Regions from separate parts of the Mus musculus genome. Here region 1 is linked to region 2. Evidence: chromatin contacts called from public HiChIP or PLAC-seq data. All regions are on one chromosome and are shown on one strand. Each heading gives the region's core, a stretch centred on a gene start, on an enhancer-like site or on the middle of the called end of the contact. The rest is flanking DNA. Distances are from core to core; before and after follow the strand shown. Region 1 has its middle 27 kb from the start of Dock10. Region 2 overlaps Dock10 (dedicator of cytokinesis 10).

What was found. HiChIP or PLAC-seq counts read pairs in DNA pulled down with a chosen protein or histone mark.
Region 1: a contact with region 2 is called in an H3K4me3 HiChIP or PLAC-seq map of bone marrow-derived macrophages, with 2.7 times the contacts expected there. The contact joins two enhancer-like sites. A contact is called at or near these places in 1 of 115 datasets of contacts at active chromatin or transcription factors (bone marrow-derived macrophages) and 2 of 9 other capture datasets (liver and pancreatic islet).

Annotation. Positions count from the first base shown.
Region 1 is chr1:80,782,820-80,788,007 of GRCm38.p6, reverse strand. No RefSeq gene overlaps it. Among named protein-coding and RNA genes, the nearest start is that of Dock10, 27 kb to the right of the region's middle. Within about 2 kb of position 2,742, at least 22 of the 459 cell types and tissues checked have an H3K27ac peak or open chromatin away from gene starts, as enhancers often do. A contact at or near this core is called in bone marrow-derived macrophages, where this site is marked.
Region 2 is chr1:80,668,630-80,674,129 of GRCm38.p6, reverse strand. All of the region lies in intron 1 of Dock10 (dedicator of cytokinesis 10), which reads left to right. Among named protein-coding and RNA genes, the nearest start is that of Dock10, 87 kb to the left of the region's middle. Within about 2 kb of position 3,574, at least 47 of the 459 cell types and tissues checked have an H3K27ac peak or open chromatin away from gene starts, as enhancers often do. A contact at or near this core is called in bone marrow-derived macrophages, where this site is marked.

The DNA of each region.
Region 1 (5,188 bases), core at 1,493-3,992, 110 kb before region 2:
GATGTGTGAACATTTTCATTAAATTCTATGAAGTCTTTAATTTTTTTCTTTATTTCTTCCCTGACTATGTTGTCATTGAGTGGAGAACTATTCAGTTTCCACATGCATAGGGGCCTTCTGTAGTTTTTGCTGTTATTGAAGACCAGCTTTAAGCCATGGTGATCTGTTAGGATTCATGGTATTATTTCAATCTTCTTGTATCTGTTGAGGATTGTTTTGTGATCAATTGTATCATCAATTTTTGAGAAGGTACCATGAGGTGCTGAGAAGAGGTGTATTATTTTTTTTATGGTGAAATATTCTGAAGATATCTGTTAAATCCATTTGATTCAAACCTCTCTTAATTTCACTGTGTTTCTATTTAGTTTCTGTTTCAATAACCTGTCCATTGGTGAGAGTTGGGCATTCAAATCTCACACTTTTATTGTTTGGGGTTCGATGTGTGTTTTGAGTTTTAGTAAAGTTTCTTTTATGAGTTTGGGTGCTCTTGTATTTGGGGCATAGATGTTTAGAATTGAGACTTTCTCTTGGTGGATTATCTCCTTGATGAATATGAAGTGTACTTCATCACACTTGATAACTTTTTATTGAAAGTCTATTTTATTGCATATTAGGATAGCAACTCCTCCTTGTTTCCTGGGACAATATATGTGGCAGTCTTTTTCCTATCCTTTTATTCTGAGATAGTGCCTGTCTTTGTTATTGAGGTGTGTTTCTTTTATGCACCAAAATGCTAGATTTTATTTGTGTATCCAGTCTGTTAGCTTATGTCTGTTTATAGGTGAGTTGAAGCCATTAATATTGGGATATTAAAGTGAGATGACTGTTGGTTCCTGATATCTTTGTTTTTGTAGGTGGCTTTATGTGCTTGTGGCTCTTTGCTTTTGACTTTGTTGTGAGATGCTTAATATCTTCTCCTTTCTTTGGTACAGGTATCTTCCTTTTGTTGGAATTTTCTTTCCAGGATCCTCTGTAGGGCTGGGTTGGTAGATACTGTTTGAATTTGGTTTTGTCCTGGAATATTTTGGTTTCTCCATCTATGTTGATAAAGAGTTTTGCAGGGTATAGTAGCCTGGGCAAAATATAGTAGCATTTGTGTTCTCTTACAGTCTGCATGACCTCTGACCAAGCTCTTCTGGCTTTTATAGTCTCTGTTGAGAAATCTGGTGTAATTCTGATAGGTCTACTTTTGTATGTTACTTGGCCTTTTTCCCTTGTAGCTTTTAATATTCTTTCTTTGCTCTGTATATTTAGTGTCTTAATAATTATGTGACAAGAAGATTTCCTTTTCTGATCCCATTTATTTGGTGTTCTATAGGCTTCTTGTACCTTCATGGCCATCTCTTTCTTTAGGTTGGGGAAGTTTTCTTCTATGATTTGGTTGAAGACATTTTCAGGTCGTTTGAGCTGGGAATCTTCATTCTCCTCTATTTTGATTATTCTCAGATTTGATCTTTTCATTGTGTCCTGAATTTCCTGGATGCTTTGGGTTAGGAGATTTTTATGTTTTTAATTTTCTTTGACAGTTGTGTCAATCTCTTCTACCATGTCTTCTATACCTGAGATTCTCTCTTCTATATTTTGTATTGTGTTGGTAATACTTACATCTGTAATTCCTGACCTCTTTTCTAGGTTTTCCACTTCCAGGTTGGCCTCCATTTGTGTTTTCTTTATTGTTTCTACCTCCACTTTTAGATCTTGGATCGCTTTATTCAATTCCTTCACCTGTTTACCTGCATTTTCCTGTATTTCTTTCAGTGAGTTGCTGATATCCTCCTTAAAGGACTCTATTAGCTTCATGAGATAGGATTTTAGGACAGATTCCTGACTTTCAGGTGTTGGTGTATTCAGGGCTTGCTGTGTTGGGAGAACTGAGTTCTGATGATGCCCATATATTATGTCTTCTGTTGCTTATGATTTTGTGCTTGCCTTTTGCCATCTGGATATCCCTGGTGTTTGTTGATCTGGGTGACTGTAAGGAGTCTGGCTCTTTTTTTTCTTTGGTTGCTTTCAGTCTCCTGGTAGGCCTACAGCCCTGGCTGTATCTGGCCACCTGTGGGGCCTTCCAACTGGGGGTTCTTCACAGCAGCAGAGAAGTTTGTTGATCTGGGTGACTGTAAGGAGTCTGGCTCTTTTTTTCTTTGGTTGCTTTCAGTCTCCTGGTAGGCCTACAGCCCTGGCTGTATCTGGCCATCTGTGGGGCCATCCAACTGGGGATTCTTCACAGAAACAGAGAAGCTGCTGATCTGTTTCCCTGGCTGCAGTAGATCTCCTGGGAGGCCTTCAAACAACTTCTCTGAGTGCAGTGGGTCCTCTAGGATGGATCAGGATGTGGAGTCTTCACATGAGCAGACCAACTAGGGGTCTGCCCCATCAGCAAGGACCGGGCAGAAGGAGTGGAATAGATGGAAGGGAAGTGGTGGATAATGAGGTCCTGAGTCACCATCAGGCACCCAGCAGCAGCTGCAATACTCAGGGTGGGGTGGGTGGGGTGGGTGAGTTCTTACCAACTGCTCTGAGTGCAGTGGGTCCTCTAGGATGGATCAGGATATGGAGTCTTCACAGGAGCAGACCAAGTAGAGGACTCATAATTAGGTTTTACTTCTGTGAATCACACAGAAAGTTTAATTCTGTTTAGGGAAGTGACTTTTTACAAACTTTCTGTTCTGAAATAATCACAGATTGAAAGGAAGTTGCAAAAAAAAATATCAAGGCCTTGTGTAATCCTAACTACTTATGAAACTGAAGCAGGAGGATTAGAAATTCAAGGACAGCTAGGCTAAGGGCACATTCAAGGTTGAGCAACTTAGTGAATCTCAGTATCAACTTTGAAATATAATACACAATATATTTGTACGTGTATATTATTAAGCTGGGGCCATATCTAAGAGGTAGGGCACTTGCTTAGCATGCATGGGACCTTGGGTTCAATCCCCAGTACTACAAAAGCAACAACAAAGAACAAAGAAATTCTGTAAGTCCTAATTTTCTCTACTAATCCTCCCCTGATGACAACATCTTATACAACTACAGCACAATGTCCAAAGCAAGAATTTGATTGCCAGATAATCCACAGAGATCATGGGGTTTCAGCCATCATTGTATGTCCTTACGTGTGCACAAACTTTTTTATGTTTTTCATCTGACTAAAATACAAGACTCAGACCATTTTTCTCCAAGATTCCCTAGTGCTGCGTCAGCAGTTATGGCCACAGCCACAGCCACACCCACCCCCATTCTGTTCTCCACCTTTGCAGTTTTGTCAAAAATGCAGTCATATTGCCAGTAACCCTCTAACATAGACTTCTTTTCACTCTACATTATCTTATCACATTGCCACATATACCAGTAAGTTTTCTTCCTATGGCTAAGCAGAATGTCATGGTATGTATGAATCCTAAGCCATTTACTCCCCACAAAGGAATGATAGTTGCTTCCAACTTGAGACCATAAAGAATAAAACTTCTACATGTATTCTGTGTCCATGTTATTGTGGGAAGACAGATTTTTATTTCTCTGAACTGAATGCCCAAGAGAGCAATGAGGAAATGATTTTAAAAGACAGAACCTTCAATCACCTCCCACATCCCAAAGCCCTCGATTCTCTGCTCTCTGCCTCCGACATTCTTGGGCTTCAAAAGGCAATGCCCTCGATGTTGTCTTTAATCTCTACCAGATGCTACTTCTCAACCTTGGCTGAACTGAGTGGGATAGTATGCTTCTCTGGTTCTTTAACTTGTATATTAAATGTTTTTTCAACCTGCTGCCTAGAGACAAGCTGCCCAGTGAGAAATTATTATATCTCTTGGTCACAAGGAGAAACTGTGGGTACTAACAAGGGTCACTTGGTGACTGCAAACAGCCTCTGAACTCTGATTCATGCTTCAAAAGCTATTGAATAGTTTATCAACTTGCAATCAGGAAAGGTGATCTTGCAGGACTCCTTAAAAACATTTGAAATTTCAACATGGCAGGTACCTAGAAACATATTGCTTCTTAGTACTGTACTGTTACATGTCTGGCAAATTATATTTATGACAGAAGTAGGCAAGGCCTGAGATGTGATTTAATTATTGAATGATAATGAATTTGTTATGTATGAGTTGTCAGATTTATTTGTTCCTGAGAGACAGGGAAAAAAAATCCCGAGGGAAACATATTCAACAGGCCACAGAGAAGGAAAACATGTACTTCCTGCAGCATACAATCCCCCTTGCTTTATTTAAGACTCCTTTTTTTCCATCCTTGGATTTATTATTTTTATAGTTGTTTCTGAATGTAACACATTTAGATGTTGCATACCCAGCAGGGCCTTTGGATAAAGCAGCTGAACCTTCTAGATTCAGACACAGCAGCCCCAAAACTCACTCTATGCAGTACAACATGGGAATAGAGTAAAACACAGATTTAGTCATTTCTTCCATAATGCTTATGCATGCAGGCCCCATGCTAAACACACATGACTCACTGGAGGGAACAAGTTAGATTAAAAATCCCTTCCTGCAGATTAGACACAGTTCAGTGTAGTAAGTTCAGTTATGTGGTAGCAGTATCATGGGCCTTGAGTTGAGCTACTAAGATGCTTCCCTGATATGAAATACAAAACTGACCACTGAGAAATGAGAAGGAGTAGTCATTTGAAGAGAGAATAATGGAGTAGGTCAGAGAAGCATTTTAGGTGGAAAGCATAGAGTATATATGTCACAATGTGGCTCTTTCAGCCACTGGGAATGGTATGAAGTAGCCATTGCTCTTGAGTGTGAGTAGCTCTATGAGCTAAAGTAAAGAGCAAGCAGGACCCAGGGCTTGGATGGTCTGTCGGGAAGGGCTGGGAACTTTAACCTAACTGTTAACCCTGAGCACTGATGATAATCAGGATAGGTTTTCTTGTCTGGTCACCTAATTTATCGTTTTGTTTTTCTGAAATAAATCCATGGGGATTTGGAGAAAATGAAGCATATATTTACTGAGAAAATTACAAACAAGACAAAATATTGATAGATTGTCAGTTAAGGTTTAAAATTAAGGGTTAAATGTAGAACTCTTGATCCCTTAGACAAATGCTTTCAGGGAAAGGTCCTCAGGACTCTGTTCACTCTAAATTCTCCACACATGTCATGTCATGCCCTCTATATGTAACCATCTCTGGTTCCCATATCATGTCTTATCTGATGTCCTATCCTCCCAT
Region 2 (5,500 bases), core at 2,325-4,824:
CCCTGTAAGACTAGAGGCATACATAGCCCCCAAACAGAAATATGAATTCAGAGACTCAATGAGTGGTAGTTTGAGGTGTTGTGGAGACCAGTAGTCCAGAGATTCTTTCAAGTGGGTCAGTTCAGCATTTAAGAGATGTTAACTAAGGTTCACCTAACGAGACTTAACCACTACCACCCAGATGCACAACCTGAATGCTGTTAATCAGAGAAACACTGTCTGCATCCCAGCATGTGGCACACATAGGCTGCCTCTCTTCCTAGGGAAGCTCTGTTGTGTCTGGAGATGGTTGACTGTCACAATGGAAGAGAATTATATAACTGGCAAGAGGAGTAAGATGCAAACAGCATCTCCTGGACAGAATCCAGAAGATGCATCCTTAGACATCCCACAGGAGACAGGATTCCCCTTGACAAAGAATGAACTGGTCCAAAACGTCCAAATGTCAGTAATTAAGTTTTAGAAAATGTGATTTAGATAATAACGTAGAGAGACATGGCAAGCATAGCCACCTTTATTAAGTTAGACGCAGAGGAATGGTCCATGAAAAGGAGATGACATGAAATCAGAGGAGGGTGTGACAGATAAAACAGGAAGCTGGGAAGATCTGAGGCACAGATTTTAATGGCTGACTTTACTCCAGGGGTTTCTCCTCACTCACCCCAATACACAGCACAATGCAACCAGTGTGTTAATTTTCCTGACTGAGAGTCCATTAGGGAAAGGGAACACTGAATTGTATAGTAAGTCTTCAGTCTGGCATAAATAAATAATTTGTAGAGGGAGGTGGTCTCCACAGAAACACTACTGGGTGACTGTGGCCTAAAACACAGTTGGATGAACTCATGTCCTGGTCACTGTTTCTCAAGGTGCAGTCTATGCAGTATCCGTAATGAACATTAGCAAGATGCTCAGTGTAACAGGTGACTGGTTCATATACTAAGACCTGAGGTAGGAATCTACTGCTTTAGCATCTTTCCATTTGTACATATACTGGGAAATTTTCTTTGGCAACAGGGTAGGGTATAAGGAAGGTATATATTTTATATATCAAAGCAGACCTGGATTCCAGGTTCTCCCTAACCTGTTGCGGGAAATATTAAAAAAGAGAATCCGCACATTCCCGCGCTAGTGATGGCCTGCCAACTCTCTGAGGCTAGCCCCTGTGCCAGGTGATCTCACTCACTCTGTCTCTTGGCCCACCAACTCACCAGCACTGCGAGGCCACAGGACTCCTACCAGGCCATCTCTAAGACTGGCCTCCCAAGTTCTTCTTGCTTCCATGTAACACCCTATGCATCCCTGGTTATCGATTTCAACACCTAATTAGCCGGTAGAAACAAGACTCTTAAGCTTATAGTTAACCAATTAGATTTATATATCAATTTAATCACAATTTACAAGATGCAAATACAATCATTTCAGAGCCAATTGATAATGATAAAGCTTTAACCCAATTATTCTAACCTTTTGATAACACCACGTCAGCCTCCATTCTGGTTCTCTCTCTCTCCTCCTGAGATTTCTCTCCTCCTGGGATCTCTCTCTCTCTCTCTCTCTCTCTCTCTCTTTCTCTCTCTCCCCACTCCTGCTCTGCCTCCTTTCTCCTGTCCAATCACAAGTCTCCCACTGCCTTAATGTGATTGGACAGGGAAAATCCTGCAACACTACCCCATCTATCCTGATTCAGTTTTCACCCGCTGAATTCTATTCAAATCATAATATGAATAAATATCCTTATAATGAGATAAATGTCTGAATGTAACTGGATAGGCTACTATAAACTATTTTAATGCAATGAACACATTACAAAAATTGTCACAACTGATCTATCTACGCACTAAGCCAACACACTACTCACAGACACATAACATGCACACACAGGATATGCTTCGACTTTTATTTGTGATCCATCCTCCATGGGGCTCTTTATTTCCCACAAAGGCCCAAAAAAACTTTATCCTAAAAGCATATTATTTGAAGGAGAGATACACTAAAGGAAAAATATTGTATTCTACCAGCACTGCATCCTACCAACCTTGCCCACTAAAAGCATCGTCTTTTGTGGGAGGTTTGGTTGAGAAATCTGTGCTGTCATTGGTAACTCAGAACTGTGAAGCCAAGTTGAACTTTCACACAAGAAGAATGGGCTTGAGTGCTAGTACCAGGAATAGAACTTCTGTCTGGGCTAGGGCTCCAGAGGATGAGGAAGTATCTTGGTGTTTCTTGGTTTCCTCTAACTGTGCAGCTTGACGGCAGGTGGTGCTTGCTGGTGCTCCAAGGACCAGAATGGACATTCTCTGCGATACAAAAATTAAAATTAAAATAAAAAAAAAAAAACACTACCACCACCACCACCAAAAACCAATGCAGTGAGCTCCCAGCAGGTTAAAGGAAGATCAGTTGGAAACAGAAGAAGATATACATGATGCAAGATAAGCTCCCTAGCCATTCTTCAACACTAAGGAAGTAATCAGTAGGTCCTGCAAAGCTCAAACAATGATAATACAGATTGGATGAAGAAGAGTTAGGTACCACAGGTGAAAGTGCTGGTAACTCGTGTTCAGATTCAACCTTGCAAACCTGTGTGGCCTCGTGTGTAAACATATAACTTTCAGCCCCTGAGATTTCAGTTGTTCTAAATATTTTTAGTCCTTTTTACGAAGTGGATTTTCAGGCATCTATAAGACATTATCACATTGCTGTGCCAAGTTTAGGTTCAGTGATGATGTCACTAGCAAATTGGATAGCCTGGCTAACTGGATGTGATTATAATCGACCCTTTGAAATTGTAACATCACTGAGCACATGAAGGAGGGTCTTCTTTGCTTTGTCCTCTAGCTGATTGCCTTTGTGGTCTGCTCGTGCATTTGATGGTCTGTGTTATTTCACTTCCTCTCTGCCTATTCCCCTTCTTTACGTATGACTCCTACAGATCTCACCTTAATTTCATTGTGATGTTTTTCCAGTAAATGCTCTACAAACTAAACTTCCACTTACGTGCACTCATTTTCAGCTCAGCAGAAACCCAGATCCCACCTAACTGCTCAGTGGAAACTACGTTCAGAGGCCAGGGGTTTTCTTCACCTGCCCCCCACCCCCTTCTCATTAGATTCTTCAGTTTAAAAATACTTTGAACAGTTAAACACACAAAAGGTCAGAGTCTAGCTGAGATGGATGAGAGCCTTAAGATGTCCCCCAAGGAAAAGGAAAATCAAATACTAGTCTTTGAGTGTTGCTGGGACAGATTTTTTGAAGTCATGGGTTAAGGTTGCATGATGGTTAATTTTAAGCATCAGTTTGCCAAAGCCAAAATTAAAGAGGAAAGGGAGCCTGGGAAAGAGCCTAATAGAGAAATGTACATAGATCGGGTTAGCCTGTGAGTATATCTGTGGAATATTTTTCTTGGCTGTTAATTGAGGTGAGAAGAGTCATTGTGAAACATGCTATTTCACGGCAGGACCCTGAACTATGTAAGAGAGACGTAAACAGTGTCAGCAGCAACAGCAGCAGTAAGCAGGCGGCCTGGGCTCACTTATTTTTTTCTACATTTGACTGGGGATACAATGTGACTAGCTCTGAGTTCTGCCTTGACTTCCTCTCGCAAGCGGACTGTAGCCTGCAGTCATAGCCACACAAACCCTTTCCTCCCCTGCATTGCTTTTGGTCAGGGTACTTCATCACAACGGAAATGAAACTAGAACAGGTTACAAGATGGCCAGAAAATAAAAGAATTTTGTGGATTACCATAAAAGAATAAGATTTCCTTCACGAGGCCTTAGACTCCCAAGCATCTTTCTGTCTTAGACCAAGAGAAGAAGATGTGTTAGAACATCAAGCAGAACTGGAGCCAGTAGACTTTTCAGTGTAAGAGGGATTCAACTGCTTCTGACTTAGAAAGGGGCCATTAGCCTAAGATCATGGGCAGCCTCTAGAAGCTGAGCATAACTTTAAATCTCCAATGTCAAGAAGGGAATTTGCCAGTAACCTTCTATGAACCTGGAAACAGATTCTCTCCTGGAGCTTTGAGAGAGGCCACAGAAGTGCTAGCATCTAGATTTCAGACTTGTAGGGCTCTGAGAAAGGATCAATAAGGTCGTGTGTGCTCAAATTTTTCACTCTTGAAAACTGTGAGATGATAAGGAGACGTTGATTTCAGTCTCTGGGTGTGTGGTGATTTTTTACAAGAGCAATAAAAACCAAAACCAGATGGCTTACATATTTCTACAAATTTCTGAAGTCTTCGTATGCAAGATTCAATTTAAAACATGCTTAAGATCATTTGTTTTAACTTCTAAACAACTATTAAGAATTGCACATGTCCCCCAATGGAGGAGCTAGAGAAAGTACCCAAGGAGCTAAAGGGGTCTGCAACCCTATAGGTGGAACAACCATATGAACTAATCAGTACCCCAGAGCTCTTGTCTCTAGCTGCATATGTATCAGAAGATTGCCTAGTAGGCCATCATTGGGAAGAGAGGCCCCTTGGTCTTGCAAACTTTATATGCCTCAGTACGGGGAAATGCCAGCGCCAAGAAGTGGGGGTGTTGGGGGGTGGGGGGAGGGTCTGGGGGACTTTTGGGATAGCATTTGAAATGTAAATGAAGAATACCTAATTAAAAAAAAAAACAAATGCACTGACATCATTAAATCATTCACTTATCCAAAAAAAAGAATTGCACTTGTACTTTTCCTGGCTGGACACATGTTATGTCTTTGAATGCATATAGAGGAATACATAACCCCAAGAGTTTCCTATTTGCCAGTTACCTCTATTTATGTTTATTAATTCATTGAGAAATCCATGCAATGTATTTTTATCCCATTAACCACTCCCCCCAGCTACCACTCCCCCCAACTCTGTCTAGATCTACTTACTTTTCCTACCTACTCGTTTTATTGTTTGTTTTGGGTTTTTTTTTTTTTTGAATCCTCTTTTTCTAAAAGCCCCTGGAGTCCCATTTACTCTAGGACATGTGGCCTTCCAGTGGAGCATGGAGGACATACCACTGGACATACATACATTTAAGGAAAGCTGATTCTTCTCCTGGCAGCTATTAACTGCCAATAGCTCCCAAGCTAAGTGTAGGACTTAGTGCCAACTCTGATTGCTATGCTGGGATTTGGTCTGCCCTGGCTCATGCATGGTACCACATCCACTGTGAGTTCATAGGGGCAACTGCCTTTCTGAATCTAAGAAACACTATTTTCTTGTAGACACTGTCCTTGAGTTCTTACAATCTTCCTGCCTCCTCTCCCACCATATGTCTGAGCATTGTGAGCAAGGGATATGATAAAGATGTCCCACTTAGGGCTGAGCATTCCTTAGTCTCTTACTCACACCTAGACCAGTTGTGGGTCTATGTGTTAATTGGTAACTACAGCAAAGCAAGCTTCTCCAATGAAGGTTGACAGATGCACTACTATAGGGATATAAAATGGCGATTCATTAGAAGATGGCTTAATACTATGTCTATTTAACAGAACAGGAGAAGTAGGT